2 separate regions of the Pan troglodytes genome follow, and region 1 is linked to region 2. Evidence: chromatin contacts called from public Hi-C data. All regions are on one chromosome and are shown on one strand. The core of a region is the stretch at or near the end of the contact, and the rest is flanking DNA. Distances in the headings are between cores, read along the strand shown. Region 1 has its middle 12 kb from the start of FAM3A. Region 2 holds the start of FLNA (filamin A).

Evidence for each region. A called contact is a pair of places that touch in the nucleus more often than the background predicts.
Region 1: a contact with region 2 is called in a Hi-C map of stem cell-derived neural progenitor cells, with 2.8 times the contacts expected there. The contact joins the enhancer-like site here to the promoter of FLNA in region 2. A contact is called at or near these places in 1 of 7 Hi-C or Micro-C datasets (stem cell-derived neural progenitor cells) and 1 of 1 datasets of contacts at active chromatin or transcription factors (stem cell-derived excitatory neurons).

Annotation. Positions count from the first base shown.
Region 1 is chrX:151,917,819-151,921,979 of NHGRI_mPanTro3-v2.0_pri, forward strand. No RefSeq gene overlaps it. Among named protein-coding and RNA genes, the nearest start is that of FAM3A, 12 kb to the left of the region's middle. Within about 2 kb of position 1,478, at least 11 of the 24 cell types and tissues checked have an H3K27ac peak or open chromatin away from gene starts, as enhancers often do. A contact at or near this core is called in stem cell-derived neural progenitor cells, where this site is marked.
Region 2 is chrX:151,746,376-151,750,456 of NHGRI_mPanTro3-v2.0_pri, forward strand. It overlaps FLNA (filamin A), which reads left to right and starts at 2,831. Exons shown (of 47, transcript XM_016947662.4): 1 at 2,831-2,953. EMD (emerin) reads right to left here and starts at 2,919. Exons shown (of 7, transcript XM_016947664.4): 1 at 2,738-2,919; 2 at 1-1,078.

The sequences.
Region 1 (4,161 bases), core at 228-2,727, 170 kb after region 2:
AAGCTCACATTTTACCTTTTTTGAGACAGGGTCTCACTATGTCGCCCAGGCTGGAGTGCAGTGGCTTGATCTTGGCTCACTGCAACCTCCACTTCCTGGCCTCAAGCGACCCTCCCATCTCAGCTTCCTGAGTAGATGGGACTACAGGCACTTGCCACCACACCTGGCTAGTTTTTGTATTTTTTGTAGACGTGGGGTCTCACCATGTTGCCCAGGCTGGCCTAGAACCCCTGGGCTCAAGCAATCTGTCTGCTTGATCCCTCCCAAAGTGCTGGGATTACAGGCATGAGCCACTGCACCCAGCTGTCCCACCACGACTTATTATTTCATTAGATCTGGTTAAGTATGGTTATTTTATGTCTGGCTAACAATTCCAGCGCCTGAAGACCTCACGATCTGTCGCTATTGCTCATTGTTTCTCTTGCAATGTTGTTTCCTGGTGCGCCCGGTTATCTCTGATGATGTGCTTGCCCTCATGCTTTAAAAAGTACCTGTAGGAGGAAGGAGTCTCTCCTGAGAGGGTTTGCTCCGGGTTCTGTCAGACAGGCAGAACCATCTGCATTGGGGAACTGCCCATCCAGGACCCCTTAAGCCAAGTGAAAGGCTTAAGGTTCCATGGTCAACCCTGGGAATTTGAACCCTGGGGAATTTGAACCCTGGGAATTTGAACCCTGGGAATTTGCACCCTGGCTCAGTTGCAATTCTGGGTTTCCTCTCAGTATGATGGGGCAGCAAGTTGGGGGCCTCAAGATTTGATTTCTGTCCTCTTCGCTTTATAGGGCTGTCAAGGAAAAGTTCCTGGGTGGGCAAAGGCAACTTGGGGGTTAATTTGTATCATGGGGTCCTAGTTTTCTCTGAAAATTTGGCCTTGCAAATATATGTGTGTATGTGTGTATATATATATATTTGAGTGTGTGTGTGTGTATATATATATTTATATATATATTTGAGACAGGGTCTTGCTGTGTGGCCCAGGCTGGAGTGCAATGGTGTGATCATGGCCCAAGTGATCCTCCCACCTCAGTCTCCTGAATAGCTAGGACTACAGGCGTGTGCCAACATGCCCGGCTAATTTTTGTATTATTGTAGAAACAGGGTTTCATCATGTTGCTCTGCTGGTCTGGAACTCTTGGGCTCAAGCAACATGCCCAAAGTGCTGGGATTATAGGAGTGAGACACTGTGTCCAGCCATAGAGTCTCACTGTCCTTACAGAAAGCCAGAATTCAGTCTGCTTCTTGTTCCCTCAAAGCTTCCTCGAAGTGTTCTAGTGGAGGCAAGCAGTGAAGCTCTAGGAGGCAAGAGGCCTTCTCAGGGACCCCAGCTTTGGCCTGTATGTCTGGGTGTTGTCCTGGACTAGTCTGATCACGTCTCACAGCTGAGTTTCTCAGCTTCTCCTCCTGCAGTACAGGAAGGCCAATCCCTTCTGACTGCTTCTCACAGGGAGAGGGCAGTGGTGAGCCTAGAAAGTAAAGGCCCGAAGCCAGCCCCGCCCCATTTGTGCCTCTCCCTCCTCTCCTTTTCTGCTTCGCAGAGCAGACAATGCAACAGTCGCCCCCGCCCAGCTCAGCCTGAAGACCCCTTCTCCACTCCCATCCCTTTCTGGCTCAGCCACCCGGCAGTGGGCCAGGTTCGGATGGAGGGAGGGAGAGGAGCTGGAGAGAGTTTTAAGTACTCTCTGGGCTTCTCACATTGCTGGCTTCAGTGGTTGCTGGACGCAAATTGATGTGATGTCAGACACCGGCAGCAGAGAAGCTAAGGCATTTGGGTCTGTGCTGCTGTGGCACCTGGGACTCAGTGTGAAGGGATCAGGCTAGGTTTGAAATTCTCTTCTGGCTTAATAATTTGCAGGTCTGGGCTGGGAGGTGAAGCTCTGAGTACACTGCGAGTGTCGGGTCCGGCAGGGGGGCTCTTTCCAGCTCCTACCCACTCCCGCGTGGGGTGAAACCTTGAGAGATGAGACACCAATCCAGGGCCTCTGAAGACCCATGAGGTAGAGTGCACTTAACAGTAAATTGTGGGCTGGGTGCGGTGGCTCATGCCTGTAATCCCAGCACTTTGAGAAGCCTAGGCGGGTGGATCACGGGGTCAAGAGATAGAGACCATCCTGACCAACATGGTGAAACCCCATCTCTACTAAAAATACAAAATTTAGCTGTGTGTGCTGGCGGGTGCCTGTAGTCCCAGCTACTTGGGAGGCTGAGGCAGGAGAATCACTTGACCCCAGGTGGTGGAGGTTGCAGTGAGCTGAGATCGCGCCACTGCACTCCTGCACGCCAGCCTGGCGAAAGAGCAAGAGTCTGTCTCAAAAAAAAAAAAAAAAAAAAAGAAAAAAAAAGAGAGTAAATTGTGGCCAGGTGCGGTGGCCCATGCCTGTAATCCCAGCACTTTGGGAGGCTGAGGCGGGCAGATCACGGGAGTTCGAGATCAGCCTGGCCAGCATGGGGAAACCCCATCTCTACTAAAAATAAAAATTAGCTGGGCATGGTAGCGGGCGCCTGTAATCCCAGCTACTCAGGATGCTGAGACAGAATAATTGCTTGAACCTGGGAGGTAGAGGTTGCAGTGAGCAGAGATCGTGCCACTGCACTCCAGCCTGAGTGCCAGAGCCACACTCTGTCTCAAAAAACAAAAACAAAAACAAACAAAAAACCCGGTAAATTGCGGGGCTGAGTGCAGTGGCTCACGCCTGTAATCCCAGCACTTTGGGCGGCCAAGGCTGGGGGATCACCTAAGGTCAAGAGTTCGAGACCAGCCTGCCCAACATGATGAAACCCCGTCTCTACTAAAAATACAAAAATTAGCCAGGCGTGGTGGCGTACACCTGTAGCCTCAGCTACTTGAGAGGCTGAGGCAGGAGAATCACTTGAACCCAGGAGGTGGAGGCTGCAGTGAGCCGAGATCACGCCAGTGTAGTCCAGACTGGGCGACAGAGCAAAACTCCATCTCAAAAAAAAAAAAAAAAAGAGTACATTAGAGTACATTGCGGGCCAAGCGTGGTGGCTCACGCCTGTAGACCCAGCTACTCAGGAGGCTGAGGTAGGAGGATGCTTGAACCTGGGAGGTGGAAGCTGCAGTGAGTTGTGATTGCGTCACTGCACTCCAACCTGGGCAACAACAGAGTGAGATCCAGTCTCAAAAAAAAAAAAAAAAAAAAAAAAAGCAAATTGTGGCTGAATTCTTTGGCATTGCAGGCAGAGAAGGGGTGAAAACAGGGCTCCAGCCTTGAACCGGTCAGCAGGGGTCAGGGAGGCTGAGTGAGTCACCCTATGGAATGGGCCAGGGTGGATCTGGGCTCACAGGCAAGGGCCTCAGTGCTCCTGTGAGCTCCAAGGGGCTGGGGAGGACTGCCTTCTTGTTCAGGGTACAGCTCGTGTTTTCTCGGGCTTATGTCCATGTCTCAGTGTAGACACCCGCAACTGAGGTGACAGTGGAATGCCCTGACCTGATCTCTCATTCTCTCCCATTGTGGACCCAGCGCTGTCCTCACCTGGGACCTCCTTCCTGCCTCCACCCAAGTAGGCGCCCAGAGCTGAAGGGACAGTTGCCTGATGGGTTCAGGTGCCAGTGGATGGTCCTCCACCTCCCGGGTTCAAGCAATTGTCCTGCCTCAGCCTCCTGAGTAGCTGGGACCACAGGTGCCCGCCACCACGCCTGGCAAATTTTTGTATTTTTTTTGGTAGGGACATATTTTCGTCATGTTGGTCAGGCTGGTCTTGAACTTCTGGCCTCAAGTGATCTGCCCACCTTGGCTTCCTAAAGTGCTGAGATTACACGCTTGAGCCACTGCGCCTGGCCTTACTTGGGTGTTGTTCCCTGTCCTGGAACCTACCCTGCTTAGCCTTACCACACCCCATCAGCCCCCAGCCCAACCCGACTCTCAGCCTTGCCACAGCCCCTTCTGGAGGCCACAGGAACCAGGACAAGAGGACTAAAACCACTGCCCCTGTGGCCGAAGCCTGGCCCCCAATCCTGTGCACACAGAGCCCATTGAGCCTGTGACCTGTCCTTGGCCCCCATCAAGCTCCTTTCCCTATCTAGGGTCCAGGTGAACTTGGCATACCTCCTCCCTCTGAAAACTCAAGAGGTGCCACTCCCCATTCAGGGCACAGGAAGAGCAAGAATTGAACACCGGGATGCAGCATGTGTCCCTGTTGCCACAG
Region 2 (4,081 bases), core at 1,581-4,080:
CCATCTGTAGTTTCACAGATGAGGGCTGGTGACAAGGGAAGAAGAGGGGAGGGCTCTGGTCATGTCCAGAATGGCTGGCCCGGCTGGTGAGGGTCACAGACCAGTCATCCATGGAGGTTTGCCCATGGGGTGGGAAGAGGTAGACACCTGGGGGAGTAATGAGGAGATGGGGCCCTGTTTTGACTACACACAAAGATCCTAACAAAGAGGAATCACTGTTGGCAAGGCCCCACTCTGTCCCCAGCAATATGGAAGGAAGTGTGGGTCCATGAAGACAGTGCCTGGCAGTGTGCAGCAGGAGAGCCTTGGGTAGGGCAGGGGTTTGCACCTCATCTTTCAGAGCTGAGGGGACAGATGGCAGTTTGGACTCTGGGCTGCTCAGAGGCTGCCTCGTGGATTTTTTAGTTTTGACAAAATCAGATTCCCCAGCACCTCTGCAAGCCTTCTGCAATCCTGGCCCCTCTCCCAGAGGCCTCTGTGTACTAAGTGCTGCTCCATCCTCCCCCATGCCACCCCTCCCCATACGGATCCAAGCTGTTTCCTTATGAGGTCAAGGAATTCTAGATTTGCCTTCTCCCTAAGGAGCACCCCCCCACCCGTTCTGTACCTGCCTCGACACTCTGCCTTTTATGTCCCACCCCTTTGCCCCACAATCAGGTCCCACCACAGATGGCACCAGGAAGCTGAACTGTGATGGTCCCCCTGCACCCACCCTGTAGGTACCTGGAGCCTAAGTCCAGCCCCATTGCAGTGCAGCTCCACTCCAGACCACTGGAAGCCAGGCAGGCTCCTGAGCAGCAGAGCCTCCATCTTATACAGGGAGAGTCAGGACCCTGCGATCAGGGGAGACTTGTCCAAGAGCCCTGAGTACAGCAATTAATTCATGGAACATTCCCCCACCAGTACCTGGTCCCTGGGGGTGATGACCTGGACAGCCTCAGAGAGTTTCCCGTCAAGGGTAGGGTGGGATTTGCAGTCATCAGAGGGTCTGGGAAGGGCGTGTGCAGGAAAATCTGAGGGCCTCAGGGGGTTCTTCCTGGGAAGTGCAGGCAGAGGAGACATCGGGATGCAACCAATTCTAAGTCAAGAATAAGAAAACTGAGTTGCTCCTTAAGGATGGAATGGCTTGCAAGCAGTATATGCTGTATAACTTACAATCCCAACATGATTGAGTTACGAGGAAAAAATATCAACATGGAAACATTCCTCAGTGTCTATGACAAGTAGATGATTGTTCACTGAGCTGTTAACGTTATTTTTTTATTTGTATTTTTATTTTTATCTTTATTATTTTTTTCCAAGACACAGTCTAGCTCTATCACCCAGGCTGGAGTGCAGTGGCGCAATCTCAGCTCACTGCAACCTCCGCCTCCCAGGTTCACGCGATTCTCCTGTCTCAGCCTCCCGAGTAGCTGGGATTACAGGCGCCTGCCACCACGCCCAGCTAATTTTTGTATTTTTAGTAGAGACCGGGTTTCACTGTGTTGACCAGGCTGGTCTCAAACTCCTGACCTCGTGATCCACCTGCCTCAGCCTCCCAAAGTGCTGGGATCCACCACGCCCGGCCTTTTTTTTTTTTTTTTTTTTTGAGACGGAGTCTCACTCTATCACCCAGGTTGGAGTGCAGTGACGTGATCTCGGCTCACTGCAACCTCTGCCACCCGGGTTCACGCGATTTTCCCGCCTCAGCCTCCCGAGTAGCTGGGATTACAGGCGCCTGCCACTGCGCCCGGCTAGTTTTTATATTTTTAGTAGAGACGGGGTTTCACCATCTTGGCCAGGCTGGTCTTGAACTCCTGACCTCGTGATCCACCCACTTCGGCCTCCCAAAGTGCTGGGATTACAGGCATGAACCACCGCACCTGGCCTTTTTTTTTTATGTTTAGTGACAGGGTTTCACTGTGTGACCCAGGCTGGAGTGTAGTGGTGAAATTATAGCTCACTGCAGCCTCAAACTCCCGGGCTTAAACGATCCTCCCACCTGTCTCCTGAGCAGCTGAGACTACCGGTGCACGTCACCACGCCCAGCTAATTTTTATATTTTTGGTAGAGATAGTGTCTTGCTGTGTTGCCCAGGTTGGTCTCAAACTCCTGGGCTCAATTAATCCACCTGCCTCAGCTTCCCACAGTGCTAGGATTATAGGCATGAGCCACCATGCCCGGCCAATGTTTTCTTTAAGATCAGAATCTTCTTAATACTAAACAAACTTAACTTTCGCGTCCCCCTGAGCGATCCTGTTTCTGCTGCCCACCCCAGGCCAGACCTGGCAGCGCCTGATCCATGGCAGTCAGGTTCATCCCAGGGCTCGGAGCCCTGCAGTCCCGTCCCGGGGCCCTGCCTGACGTAGGCGCCCAGCCAACACCTGCAACGACCTGTTGCCCCCACCCCAGGAAACAATCCCGGCTTGGGACAGACACCAGGGGCTGTAACTGTGGGTGGCTCCTTGGAGAAGGTGGCCTTGGGCCTCGGCCTTTCCACCTGGGGTGCGCTTGGCTCCCCCAGACTCAGACACGCAGGATCCTTGTGATTGTGCCTAGACACGAGCCCTGCAGTCCCTGTGGGCGCTGGAGGCGACTCCCCCACGAAGCCCTCCCTCCCCCAGGGCCTGGCGGCCCTCGCCGGCGGTGAGCTCATCTCGGGGGGCGGCGTCGCCCGGCGGCGGGTCGCTGGAGCTCACGGCGCGCCCCCGCACCCCCGCCCCCCACGCACCCGTCCCGGGCTCCTGGGCAATTTTACCAATTAAGGCTTTCTCGCCGGGCCGGGCCGGGCGCGGGGCGGGCGCGGGGCGGGGGTGCGGCCAACAAGAAGGCGGGCGGCGGCGGCCCATTCGCGTGGAGGCGCGTCGCGCGCAGCGGACGCCGACAGAACCCCCGAGGCGCCTGGCGCGGGCGCGAAGGCGATCCGGGCGCCACCCCGCGGTCATCGGTCACCGGTCGCTCTCAGGAACAGCAGGTGAGGTCTCCGCGGCCCGGCTTCGCGCCGTAGGGTCGCCGCGCTCCTCGTCGGCCGGGGGCGGGGTTGGAGAAGGCGGGCAGAGAGGCCGGAGAACGCAGGGGCCAGCTCGCGCCCAGGTCCGAGCCAGGTTCAGCTGGGATGCGTGAGCCGATGGAGGCTCCCCTGGCATCTGGGAGTGAGTGTCCAGAGAATAGCTTCCCTAGTTGACCCACGAGCCATGTCTGTGCCCACGAATGTGGGAGCCTGAGGCCATGGGGGGTCCCCGAGAGAGAGAGGGTGTCTGGGCACTTGCCAGGAAACTGGTGCCAGCGTGGGTGCCCATGAACGGACCACTGCATGCCTGAGAGAGAAGGGCCCTGACACCAGGAACTTGTGTGGACTCAGGGCGAGTGGCCACCTGGAAGGACACTTCTCAGCCAGTGTGCCCACTGGGAGGGGGACAGTGTGTCCCTTGCTGGCTCGAGTCCACAGGGACAGCTGCTTTGGGCACAGGGGAGCTGGTTCTGGGGCTGCTCTACTCCATGGGGGCCATGGTGAGGATGAGACCAGGCCAGGTTCCTTGGTTGGGCCCTGGGCCCTATGCCAGGTTGGCTCTGAGTTGGATGCGCACTGCCAGCCGGGATGTAACCAACAATGTCCCCAGATTCCCATGCCACCTGGGGCCAGGCAAAATAGGTTAAAATCCACTGGCAGACCCATTTGTAAGTGCTCCGAGTGCACCGTCAAGGTGGGAGCTTGGGAATGGGCGACCTCACCTGCCGCACCTGGACTTGCCAGCACAGGTCTCTTTTCACCTTGCCAATCTGCTGCTTCCTTCCCTCCTGCGCCCCCTGGCTACGCAGGCCTGGAAACAGCTCCTTAGGGATCCCAGCTGAACAGCCCCTGGGCTTGGGCTATACCTCCCAGTGGGAGGGTCTGGCCTGGGGTCTGAGGGCCAGGGGTGGTGTGGTGGGCGGGGTGTGTCTAACATCCAAGAATCTACTCCAAATAAGGGAAAATATGAAAGAGCTGGATTTTGGCTTCCCAGGACTGCCCGATCTGGTGGCTTTGGGATTGGGCGACATCTGGCGGTGATACTATGTTCTAGGGACAAGAACCCTCTACACGCCCATTCCTTGTTTCCTC